Regions from separate parts of the Hordeum vulgare genome. Here region 1 is linked to region 2. Evidence: chromatin contacts called from public Hi-C data. All regions are on one chromosome and are shown on one strand. The core of a region is the stretch at or near the end of the contact, and the rest is flanking DNA. Distances in the headings are between cores, read along the strand shown. Region 1 holds the start of LOC123402289. Region 2 holds the start of LOC123401630 (protein argonaute 1A-like).

Region 1 (7,050 bases), core at 4,096-6,595, 510 kb before region 2:
CGCACTGGGCACTGGATCAACATGTTAGTCCCAAAAATAGTATAAAAAGTTGCCAAAAGTATATGAAAGTTGTAGAATATTGGCATTAAACAATCAGAAATTATAGATACGATGGATATGTATCAGTAAGCGTGAGAGTTTGATCCGTAACCAAGAAGGAAACCTTCATAGGATTTAGGTGCAAATTTAGATCGACGATGCTTATCAAGAATATAGCACTTAGAGCCGAATACTCGAAAGTATCCAACTTGGGGTTTGTTACTGGTGAGTAGCTCGTATGTCATTTTACCAAGAAGCTTGTGTAGGTAGAGTCGGTTTATGGCATGGCAATCTGTTTCCACGGCTTCTGCCCAAAAGTGTCTTGGAGTCTTGTATTTGTCAAGCATCGTTCTCACCATCTCTATGAGTGTCCGATTCTTCCTCTCAACAACTCCATTTTGTTGAGGTGTGTACGTTGCCGAGAACTCATGTAAGATGCCTGCTTCATCAAGAAAAGTATCCACATTAGTGTTCTTGAACTCCGTTCCGTTGTCGCTCCGAACCTTCTTGATCACTTCAAACTGGTTTTGAGCTTTTCAATCAAAGTTCTTGAGGATCATTTGTACCTGACTTATCCTTGAGAAAGAACACCCACGTAAATCTGGAGAAACATCAACAATAACTATACCATAAGAATTTCCACCGAGGCTCTTATAAGCGTTGGGACCAAAGTGATCCATGTGAAGCAGCTCGAGGGGTCTTCTTGTGGTCATGATGTTCTTCACGGGATGGCTTCCTCCAACTTGTTTCCCTGCTTGACAAGCACTAAAAAGTCTATCTTTGTCAAAGATAACATCTTTAACACCAATAATATGATCACCTTTGATGAGTTTGTCAAGATTACGCATACCAACATGTCCAAGCCTTCTATGCCATAACCTACCCTTAGTAGATTTTGCAATAAGGCATGTACGGGGTTTGGATATATTAGAGAAATCAACAATGTATAGATCACCCCTACGAAAACCAGTAAAGACGATGTTATGATTGTCGCTACGAAACACTCGGCATTCAACTTTCGTAAATAGCACATCGAAACCGAAATCTGCTAGTCTAGATATGAAAAGTAGATTGTAGCCAAGAGATTCTACTAGCATGACATTCTGAATGGAACTGTCATGAGATACGGTCACCTTACCGAGACCAAGTACCTTACCTTTGGAGTTCTCTCCAAAAGTTACATACCTTCGAGGTCCACGATTCAGTGTGATTTCATGGAACATGTCTTTATCTCCGGTCATGTGATCAGTGCATCCACCGTCGATAACCCAGTCCTTACCACCGGCCATGTAGTCTTTAAGGTTAGCCATAAGACTGTGATTCTTCATGGACTTCTCATACTCGGTGTTGAAGCTCTCATCATCATCGTAGTAGCCACGTTCCGCATAGTCATCATCGGATGAAGTTTCCTCGTAAGAGACAAAAGTTTCATCAGAAATTTGACTATTACAATGTTCAAGTTTATGCATTCGAATGGCTTCAACAATGATTTTGTTGATGGTAATGACATTTCCTTTGGCACGCATGAGGTCACGAAGCTCAAATAGGCATTTATCGAAGTTAGGATCGGTTGGCTTCATCTTATGGAAGGCAATGCATTTGTGAACAGTGATATCAAGATTTTTCAAGGAATAATTTGGATATCTTTTCTCTAAGTCTTTCCACAAGGTATGAGCACACTCAAAGTTTTGCAACTGATTAAGCACATTTCTTGGTAAACCTCTAATGATAAGATTGACGGTGTTGAGGTTACCAAGCATGTTAACTTCATCATCATGAGAAGGATGTATGGGGTCAATGGGAGGCGCATAGGAATATTCAATATACTTGCGCAAATGGAACTCATCGAATATATCAAGCATTTCATCTTTCCATTGTCTAAAGTACTCCTCGTCAAGAATAGGCACTCTATAACTAAAAATCTGGGAACTAGTCACATTCATCTTCCTCCAATGGCGGTTAAACCAAGGTTTTGGAGTCCTTGCTGTGATACCAATTGATGGATTGATAGAAGATGTGTCCAGAGGGGGGTGAATAGACTACTTGTCAAGATAAAAATTCTAGCCTAGCCTAATTTCTTGGAGGGCAGAAATCTAGTAGTTGTTACAAGTCTAGGTCACCCTACACATGCAGTTCTAAGAGTATAGCAGTGGAAAGTAAAACATGTAAGTGTAATGTAGAGGAGTAAGGTAGGGAGATCAAATGCATGAGGTTGTCACGGCGATTTTTGACATGGTTACGATAGGTGGCGCTATCATACGTCCATGTTAGTGGAGACTTCAACCCACGGAGGGTAATGGTTGCGAGAGTCCACGGAGGGCTCCACCCACGGAGGGTCCACAAAGAAGCGGCCTTGTCTATCCCACCACGGCTTCCATCCATGGAGGACTGGCCTTACTCACGGTAGATCTTCACGAAGTAGGCGATCTCCTTGCCCTTACAAACATCTTGGTTCAACTCCACAACACGAAGTAGGAGGCTCCCAAGCGACACCTAACCAATCTAGGAGGCACCAACCTCCAAAAGGTAATAGATATGGTAGATCAATGATCTCCTTGCTCGTGTGCTTCTAAATATAGTCTCCTCAACACAAATCACTCTCTCATAGAATATGCATGGGTAGGAGAGGTTGATTTGGTGGAAAGCGGTTTGGGGAGGCTAAAGATCAAGTTTCAAATGATTGGATTGGAATATCTTGGTCCCAACACATGAGTAGGTGGTTCTCTCTCAGAAAATGGATCTATAAATGAAGTGTGTGTTCTGAGTGCTTCTCCCACGAATGAGAGATGGGTGAAGGGGTATATATAGGCAGCAACCAAAATCCAAACGTTACACACAAAAGAGCAAACTGGTGACACCGAAGTTGGAAACTCGGTGGTACCGACTAGCACTAAAGGTGTAAAATTTTGAGCCTCGGTGAGACCGATATATACAACTCAGTGGCACCGAAAAGGTGACTAACCGTCAGATGGCCAAACTCGGTGGCACTGATACTCAAACTCGGAAATTCCGTTTTTGTGTATCTTGGCAAAAGAGGATGCAGTTTCAGTTGCATCAATTTGGTGGGAATGGCTAGGGTTCTATTTGAGATTCAAACTTGGTGGTTCTGATGTGGAAAAGTTTGTGACACTGAATTTGTGAATGTGGAACTTGACAGAGTGGAAATGTTGGAAAAATGACTAAGTGTTTTGGTGGCTAACTTTGAGCATTTGAGCAATCAATTCATTTTACTACCTCACCCCTTTTAATAGTATTGGCTTTCCTATGGACTCAAAGTGATTTCTCCCAAATATAAAATGAAGAGTCTTCTAGCTTGAAGCTTGAGCCAATATTATTCCTTTCTTGCATCCAGGGGTATCTCCACATAAACCTTAAGCCATAGCTCTCCATGGACTAATCCTGAAATATTTAGGTAAAAGTGTTAGTCCAAGAGACGATGTATGTTGTCATGAATTATCAAAATCACCAAGGGAGCATATGTGCTTTCACGGCCCCTCTGGCCAATAGCTTTCTAAATGATAGACATAGCACTATATAACTAGCTATTTCGTATATGAATGGTTGTCTAACTTTATACATGTTATTATATGTTTAAACCATGCACCGTTTGTAGAATTGATTAATTACATGTATATGTTTTATTTTGATGTGTTAGTTATTTAGTTTAATGATCCATGCTTACTTTGATCAACGATATTGAGAGTAGTAAATGGATGCCCCGTATAAGAACCGTGGTACTTTGAGATGCTAGAAGGATAGGAAGTTCTTCATCGACCTTTCGAAAGACTTCATCACTGAAATGGTATATGTATGATTTAGTTCAACATATTCTGATTGAGTTTCATATGGTACGATTATGGCCGAAATTGTCTAACTAGTTATTTTTTAATTTTACTCAGGTCATCCCTTGCGGGGCAAGGCGTAACTTCTTAGAGAAGTTTCAAGTTCCGCTTGATGCAACCATCACATTCTAATGCGCCCTCATGAAGATGCTGACAACGCAATGATTCAATTGTTTTGTCACCAATGGGCCAACTCACACCTAATTCGGTTGTCCTGGTTGGACAACTCTTGCAACTGCTTGCGAGATGAAAGCTTGGGAGAGAGCCACGTTCTACCTTGACTACGATCATCACGAGATCATGGTCTACTGCAGGCTTGCTGGCAACGATGATGGTACACTTACTCGAGACTATGATTATGACTCCACCCATTGTAATATCGAGTTAGCTAGGTAGTAGGCTTACACTTGTTGCCTCCTCTTTTGTTGAACTTCTGTACTTATGTTATTTGCCTACTTTTAATACTTTTTTGAATAATGTCAAATAAATGGGTACCGTTGAATTTAGATTCTGGTATTTGGATTGTATTGTTTAATTATTGTTTTAAACTTTGATTATGTTGTTATTCTGGTTTGTTCGCGCTGCTGTACATATTTGGTTTAAATCTGAAAATGAAATTGCCGGCGTCGCACTAACATGCAATGCCACTACTCACATATTTTAGTGCTCGCGTTGGCCACGCGGCATGCCATAAACATGTCAAATACTGTCGGCATCGTCTTCAATGCCAACACTATTTTTTTAACAGTGGCACGATATTGGTGGCATCGGGTGCTTACGCGAGCAAGGCCGTTTTTGTCACGCCATAGCTAGGCTTTTCTGCACTAGTGCTGGCACTGCGATCTTTTTCGGATCCAAATGCTAGTCGTGCGTCAGCGTGACCTCGGCATAAGGGAGGGGAATGCGGTGCTCCTAGTGCCACCTCACCTCTTGCATTGATATGCTGATCCGTTGCCGAGGCGGGCGTGAAGACGCCGGCGAGGGGAGCGCGCGGACAGAGACGACATGGGGACTTGCCCTTGTCTTTGCCAGAGCTCGAACCGGAGAAGAAACTCATGATGGTGGCTAGGGTTTGTCATCGGCGGGGGAGCAGTGGGTGGCTAAATGGGACGACTTCTGAAAAAGGATGAGGCCGACCCTCCTCGGATTAAAAAAGGACGTCTAGGGTCGCTGGCGCATGGGCCGTCGATGGACGATCGTCATTAATAAAGACGTCGCTGGTTATTGACCGAGCGCCACGTGTGGACGGACGCGAACATGACAAGACATGTGCGGCGTCCGTGCCGACACATTTTAACCCAAAATTTGGGTCTGAAATGAATTCACGTGGACGGAAAGTATACACATTTTAAAAATGGGTCGACGTGTTAGTCTTTACTTTTATTCACGACGACCTAAACGATGTGTGACGGACCAAATAGTTCGTCCAGTTGGAGTTGCTTGAAAAAAAAAAGGGAAAGAATGGCGATACGCCTTCGAAGTCGGGGTTACGTGCATAGTGCATTCTTTGGTAGGGGCGTAGGGCATCCAAAACGCGACCAGTCGACCGAGAGCTCCGGACCTCCTGTGCCCCAAACCCCCCATGGCGGCGCCAGAGTCCAAGCACGAGACAGAAACCCCAGCACCCTCCCGCGAGCAGCCGCCCGAGCCAGTAGCCGCCGCCGCTGGCGGCCGGGATCTGCAGCCATGGGAGCAGCACGCCGCGGTGATCAATCTCCCGCGCTACGACTACCGCGCGTCGGGCTCCCTCCTCCTCCGCTCGCACTCCGGCTTCCTCATCACCTGCCCCATCAGTGCGCGCCCTCCTTCATGCTAGATTCTCTTGCGCTATTCTGCCGCATTTGGTCATTTTGAAGGATACCTAGGGGAGGGGGACTAGAAAGTTCATCAGTGCGATATATCTGACTATCTGTTCCTAGATTTATACGAGTTCCTTTATCACGACACACTAAAGTACTAGTACTATCGTTTAGTTGTGAATTTGGAGGTCCCAAAGTTAGTTCCATTTTCTAGCATCTGTTATGAGTGTTATGTCATGGAACTAAATGGAATTATATATTTTGCACTGCCATCTTCAGATTACACTAGTACCACCACTTCACTACCCATATCACGAAGTACACAAAGTGTGATACTACTGGACATACATTGAGCAATTAGTATTTTCCATGATTTCAGCGATGGGTATACTGTTACATAAGCTACTGTCAAGTGAATCAGGATTTCAAATGTTAGCAAAGTAAATATTTAGTAGGTGGATCAGCTGCACCTGTTTTATGATAGGAGAAATCAATAGTTCAAGGTAGATTAAGAAGACAGATAGTAAAAGACGATGATGTATGATACGATTCACTGTATGTGACTTGCAGTACCATTTAGAAACTTATTATGAACAAGAACATATTTTAAATGAATCTTAGTTCTGGCAAAGTTTTACTTATACACTTAATTTCTGTCCAGTGTCGCAATTCTTTTGATGCGATTGTCATTTTACAGAACGAGAGAAAAGTGCGACCAAGGAGGCCATATCCATTCTTGGAGAGGTTAATCTTGCTACTTATACTTCCATTTTCTTCTGCAGTTGATAATTCTAGGCCTGCAATTCTGTCTTTGTACTGCTACTTCGAATTTGGTTATCTTCATGATGCTGCACTTGAATTTGTATGGCATCCATTCACCATGTGGTGCCCATCTCTTTTGCTGTGAACTTGCAGTGAACTAGAACATATATTTCTGCACCTTATATGGAAATATGTTGACATAAAAGCATTGTTTACAGTATATTAGCGATGCAAGCAGCCATAGTTCTGAAAACTTCGAACCATGTGTTATGGAAACGGCATCAAAGAAAAGAAAAATATTTTCCGAGGCATCCGAAATTGAACATTCAGAAGATGCAGCGACAAATGGGAAGGGTGATGCGCCAGAATTTACTGGTATAAATTGTGCTTGATAACTTTTTGGCGATGCTAGATCTAGAGGTGTCAATTATCATTGTGGGTGGTTCACTTAACTGTGTTTTTCTGATTTTGTGCATTTTCTTGCATCATAATAGGCAGCATTGAAGTAGAAACAAATTCAGTTCACTCCGATACAAGTGGAAATCCTGACAGAACTTCAAATCTCTCATTGATTAAGCTATCAATGAGTGGTTTGCTTTTCTTCTCTT
Region 2 (6,418 bases), core at 3,027-5,526:
CATAAAACCAAGGGTTTCTGCTTACTGCGCTGCTGGATCCACCACTTCCCGAAACGACCGCACTGTTGAGCATCTGTGGGCTGGCCCGGGTCATTATTTGAATCCCTTTAAATGCAGAACACGATCTCCTTGTTGATAGGACGTGTCCAAGGGAAGTGTCCTCGAGCCGCGGTTCGAGTTTTTTCATGATTGGTCATCGTGACTTTTCATCAAAAGGGATGCCAGATAAGGGACTGTTCACCTCTCGGCTTTTAAGCCTTTAGATTTAATGACGCCTGTCTTAAGAACGTGATGTCACCAGAGCAACTAAACCGATGCCAACCAAACATAAGGGGAACTCACCGTGCAAGCCGATTATTCTAAGTGTTCGTCTGTCGAAGACCGTACACATCATCGTTGGAGGCTAGTTCAGGGGCTACTGAGGGAGTTCTGGATTAAGGGGTCCTCGGGCGGTCGGGTTATCCCTTATGGGCCGACCATATGGTCCGCATCATTGAAGGCCGGATTGTGTGACAACTTTATGATCAAGATGGACTGCTCCGAAGACTAGGCGTGCACTCCAAGTCAAGACGATCAGATCGGCCTATCCGTCCCCGACTGAGGTCGGTAACATGTAACCCTAGGAATCTTGGTGTCTATATAAACCAGAGGTTCTTATGCATATAGGCAAGTTACCTCATCTAGGGGTTAGCTCATACGAACTTGAGGTAGATCGACTCTGTAATCATCGTTCCACATCAATATAATCAAGTAGGAAGTAGGGTTTTACCTCCTCAAGACGGCCCAAACCTGGGTAAATACTGTCTCCCATTCTCTCCTGCAACCCATCGATCCAAGGTCTACTATTCGGGACCCCCTACCCGAGATCTGCCGATTTTGACACCGACAGTCGTCCGCCGCTTGTATCAGCTGAAGGCGTGGTCCTAGCACCACTTTTAGCTGCTCATAACACTAGGAGTTTCCACTCCCTCAGCACCGCCCCCAGCAGCCTCGCAGCATCGTCTGCATGATTCACAAACACCACCGTCCACCACGGGGCTGCGCCACCCTCGTCGGACAATGCCACAACATGGAATGTCGTCTGAAGCAAGAAAGACAGGGATGCTCGTTGCAGGGTGCTCGACGTGTCATCATGATGGATGGTCGTAGTATGAAGGAGCAATGAGGGTGGCGCTCATCGGTCAAGATAGGGGAAGAGGTTAGGGGCGAACATGGCAATAAATCGACGACAACCATGAAGATGCAATGGCTAGCACATGCGAATTGAGAGGAACAAACTACAAAAAGATAAGGTGAGACCAGCGAGCGAGTGGTGAGACGAGCTAACGAGTGGTGCGACCAGTCTAAATCATAGTTGGCCAACCTTGTTTTTTAAAATAGAGGTAAAATATTTTTCTCATTGATTAATTAGAAAGAAGTATCGTTTAGTTAATTAATGAAAAATTGGGTGAAAATCGAGGTCGATCTCGTTTATCAAAAGGCCAATAGAACATGAAGAGGCACGTTTTCTCCCGATAACCAAACCCACACCAAAAACTAATTTTTTTATCGCACCGCATAGGTAGATTTACATTGCAGTCTCACTTTCTCCTGGTGGGCAGAGTGGCCAGTCCAAGAGGGCCTATTCGGCCGAAGTGGAGAAGGAAAGAGAGGTAGGGCCAAATCAAACAGGGAGAGGAGTTCTACTCCTCCAAACCGACTTGGAGGAAGACTCCTCCCTCCTCCTTGCACCGACCGAACCCTAGAGCAAGTCCCTAGGGCGCCACCCTCCCTCCCTCCTATATATAGTGGATGGTAGAGAGGCTTTTTGAACCACAAGCCACAACACATCCCTCTCTCCCTCCACCACCTCGTGATACCTCGTAGTTATTTTGGTACGACACGGCGAAGCCCTACCGTAGTAGCTCCACCATCTTCACCGTCACGCCATCGTGCTGCCGGAGAATTCAGCCACCTCTTCGTCTCTCTTGCTGGATCAAGAAGGCATAGATCGTCATCGAGCTGTACGTGTGCTGACCGCGGAGGTGCCGTCCGTTCGACGCTAGATCGTGATTGGATCGCGGGACGGCTTGCGATTTGGATCGCAAAGACGTTCGACTACATCAATCGTGTTTATTAACGCTTCCCGCCTAGCGATCTACAAGGGTATGTGGATCCGATCTCCCCTCTCGTAGATGGTCATCATCATGGATAGATCTTACGTGTGCGTAGGAATTTTTTTTGTTTCTCATGCAACGTTCTGTAACACGCGGGAGGTTGCGCGAGCTCTCGGGTAGCCCGGACCGGATGCGCGCGATCTTTGCCCGCTGGTTAGCTCTGGTGGGCGATGGTGGCACAGGGACGCCGTCGGCGCTCAACCTCCAGGACCCCGACACCCGCATGTACGACGGCGTCGGGTAGTCCGGCTCGTAGAGGAGGCGGGCCTCGTCCTCGCGGACATGTCGGCAGCCAAAGCCATTGGCGGCCGCTCAGTCGCCGGGTAGCGTTCGACCATCGTTTTTGGGGAGAAGAGGAAGAGAAGGTGTCGGTGACGAAGAAGAAGAGGAGAGAGCGTCGACGGGAGAGGTGTGTGGCCACCGGCGGGGGGAGGTCACCTTATATAGCCGTGGGTGGGGCAGGCACGCAGAGCAGCGGTGTGTGAACGTGTGGCAAGAACCGACGGGATGTGCGTCGCCGCACCTTCACTGCGCCGCCCGTGAATCAATGGAAGGCTGGTCGACGGCGCAACCTTCGCATTGATTCCCGCAGGAAACGAGGCGATGAGGAAGACGATCGCGCCTAGTCGCTGACTCGGCGGGCCCATCGGTTTTCGTGCCAAAAACCTTTCCGCTTGCGCCCCCGGGCCACCCCGATCGCGCTGGGTTCGGTCTGGGACCGCCGGGACCAATTCCGCCCGAGTTGACAAAAAGGGCTCCTGGGGACATGTTGGGGACGCGGCTGAAGATGCTCTAACGCATGTGAATTGAGAGGAATAAACTACGAAAAGATAAGATGAAAATAACGAACGAGTGATGCGACCGGTCTAAATTGTAGCCGATCGACCGAAAGCAGTGACGGATTTATTGACCATCCTGGATTTAGAAATCAGCCTTAATACAATAGCAAGATATATAGGATAAATAAATAAAAATATATCTTTAGAAATGTATGCATTGTTGGCCCATCTTGATCCTGTGGGTTGGGTTCGTCACTGACCGAAAGGAACCGTTTATTAAAAGGCAAATAAAAAGTGAAAAACAAGTGAAGAGGCACCTTGTCTCCCGATAACCAAACCCGCACCAAAAACAAAAAAAATAATAACTCACGCCGCATTGGCAGATTTACGTTGCAGTCTGACTTTACACCAGTGCGAGTGCGCACATAGAAATACGTTTTCCTCGACGCCAGAAAAGGAAAAGCCGCGCGCAGATACGGACCACGGGAGTGGTCTGAACGAACGCGTCGCCACCACCCGCACCGACGAGAGCGAGCCATCCTGCCCTGCTGCTTGAGCTTGACTTTATTCCACCCACGGGCACCGCATATTCTCGTCTGACCCCAGCGCTGATTTGAGGAGGTGCTCGGTCGCTTTCCTCGTCTCGTTTACAGCCAGCCATTGCTCGCGGCCCGTCGCCATTGCCGGAAGCGAGCGGCTTCCTTTCCTGGCCCTTGTGGCGTGTGACGGGGCGCTTTCTTGTAAACTACGAAGAAACGACGATAATAATAATAATACCACTAGTACTAAAGCGCCCTCCATCCATTGCATAGTTATCCGAGAGGAGGATAAGCACCACTTGCTAGTAGTAATAAACTGGCCCTCGGGTTATCAGCCCCACGACGGCCAATAATTAGCGGCCCGGGCGAGCGCGAGCCAGTGGCGCGCAGCGCACATGAGCGCAGCTAGGAACCATCAGCTGGTGATCAGTCTGCCCATTTCCAAGTCCGCGCCTGTCATGGTCATGTAGTACTCTCTCCGTTCTAAAATATAAGACCTTTTAAAGATTTCATTAGAAGACTATACACAAAGCAAAATAAGTGAATCTATACTTTAAAATATGTCTATGTACATCTGTATGCAGTTCATAGTGTAATCTCTAAAATCTAAAAGGTCGAACGGGTGAGTACACGCCAGCGAGGAGCGCACGATCCAATTAAGCCCAGACCGAGCCGATCTAGGTCGATTTGTTAACTCGCAAGTGCCAAATTAAGCAAGCAGCGGCCAGTGATGGCGATCGCCGTCCTGCTCGCGCACAGTGCCCGGTGCCCCCGTGCGCTAGCTAGCTGCGCCTCACCAGCACCGAGCAGCGACTCGCGATGGCTGTACGTGCGGTATCGCATCGGCCGCCACATTGCGCGACTGCCTTCGATCTCTCCCTCTCACTTTCTGCGCGCCAAGGATATCGAAGAGCGAGAGGGACGTACGGGTACAGCAAGCTCCCACCCACCAACAAATGCTATCTATCTATCTATCTATAAGAATTATTAACAACACAACACCTACGCATCGCATCTCCTCCCACCCTTCTCCCTTTCGTTTCATTGTCCGCTGCGGATTTGGGACCGATCCGCCATTGCTGGCGGCGGCCGGCCTGAGCGCGGCGAGGCGCAAGCTTTGACGGCGTAAAAACAATGGCCTCCCGGACGGACAACAACGTGTACTCCCCACACGATCAAGGTATGCAGCACGTATGCTTCGCATCTTCCTCGCCGCACATGGTTTAATTTGCGCACTTTGAAAGCTACCAGTGTATTAGTATGTGTGGTGTGACGACGGGTGTTGTTGCCCGTGATCACGTAGCGTATCCTGCTCGCTCTTTCTATCCGTTTTCTTCTACGCTTTACAATTTGCTTGCGTTGAGATTGTTGGGGCGCTGCTGTTCTCGTTTCGCCTTCTAAGATGCCGCCATGGCCACACTAGGAGGGGTTGCGGACCTTTTTCATTCGCAGGAATTTCAAAATATAGAAACATGAAAAATACAGGATTGAAATGACATGTTTATTTGAATCCTATAATAAGACTAGCAAATCATAGGATCTGAACAGGGAGTGGGTGCAAGATTTTCTATGGAATTTATTACAAATGGTTCCTTAGAAAAAAAAAATCTTAATCATACGAATCAAGCGATCAATTTAGAAAGGGTTTTAAGAAATCTAATCATCAAATAATCCTTTAAAATTATTGTGAATCAAATCAAAGGATGGATGCAGTTGATTTCATGTCTCTTCAAGTAGCCGTATGTTGTTTGGTCTTGAGTTGATATGATGTGTGAGTTTTTTTTTTCTTTTGAAAAAGAGGATATACCCTCGGTCTGTGCATCTGGATAATGCATACAACCACTTTATTAATTATTTATAAAAACCTTACAAGTAATACATGAGTAAGCCTGAGACCATTATCTTGGAAACACCTGTCGCTACTCCTGCCTTGGATGAAGGGGAGCCGAATATTCGAACAGAATACCAAACAAACATCGCACCAAAGCCTAACATCTAGAGCCGAGTGTCCAGCCCAGCCACATACTGAGACTGTGCCACAAACCGGTCCATGCGCACTCTCAGAAGCCGCCGTCATCGTTTTCCAGTGATCCATCTTCAGAGCAGCAACTCGCGCACCGATCTTGTCAAGCCTGCATCGACGCCAGACAATACCATAATCCTGCACATATCCATCCCCCCGCGCCCGTCGTCGAAACTCCACAACACCATGCCTGCGGGATCCGTCGTCAGCCTTGCGGTAGATGGAATACCGCTCCTCCTCTAGCCCCCTCCAGCGAACACTTGCTCCAAAACGATGCCCTCAGGAGGGCGGACGACATCAAAAGCGTCGTCATCGTCCGATCTGGGAGATCCAGATCTATGGTTTCCCCCGGAGCCTCAGACTGATGACGCAAACTGCAATGATGATGCCTCAACAAGAAAACGACATTGGGGACGCCGCCATCATCTGCCATGACCGAAGTTGGCATGATTTTCATCAGCAGCCGAACAACATTCCGTACGCCGTGAGTGTGTCGCTTCCACCTAAGCAAACTCCAAAGATGATGCCCTTAAGAGGGAGTGCGATACAAAAGCTCCATCATCGCTCGATCCTAATGAGACCTAGGGTTTCCTCCAGAGTTGCCCGCGGTGTCAAGGACCCAGACCAGGGTTGAATCCCGGCATGATCAGAAGAACCCGTCGAGATCCGCCCAGTTGCTGGCGGGCCACACCCGCCACCGCATCGTCCGCAACTCAGTGACCAAGGGTCAGTCACTGGACATCACGAAGGTGTCCAACCACCAGCCATGGCCAAATCTGGCAGAGGCTAGTGACCCCGCCAGCGACCCTGCACCGCCGCAACCCTCGTTGATGTATGCTTGGATCTGATGGAGCCGCCGCCGCAGCTAGCCGCCCTGCCTCCCCAACATGCCATCACGTCCCACCAGAAAATCCCATGCAC

What was found. A called contact is a pair of places that touch in the nucleus more often than the background predicts.
Region 1: a contact with region 2 is called in a Hi-C map of an unstated tissue, with 9 times the contacts expected there. The contact joins the promoter of LOC123402289 here to the promoter of LOC123401630 in region 2. A contact is called at or near these places in 5 of 6 Hi-C or Micro-C datasets (leaf, seedling and an unstated tissue) and 1 of 1 datasets of contacts at active chromatin or transcription factors (embryo).

What each region holds. Positions count from the first base shown.
Region 1 is chr6H:432,616,017-432,623,066 of MorexV3_pseudomolecules_assembly, reverse strand. It overlaps LOC123402289, which reads left to right and starts at 5,345. Exons shown (of 7, transcript XM_045096190.1): 1 at 5,345-5,674; 2 at 6,378-6,424; 3 at 6,661-6,817; 4 at 6,937-7,050. The coding sequence starts at 5,464.
Region 2 is chr6H:432,102,892-432,109,309 of MorexV3_pseudomolecules_assembly, reverse strand. It overlaps LOC123401630 (protein argonaute 1A-like), which reads left to right and starts at 4,276. Exons shown (of 24, transcript XR_006611136.1): 1 at 4,276-4,654.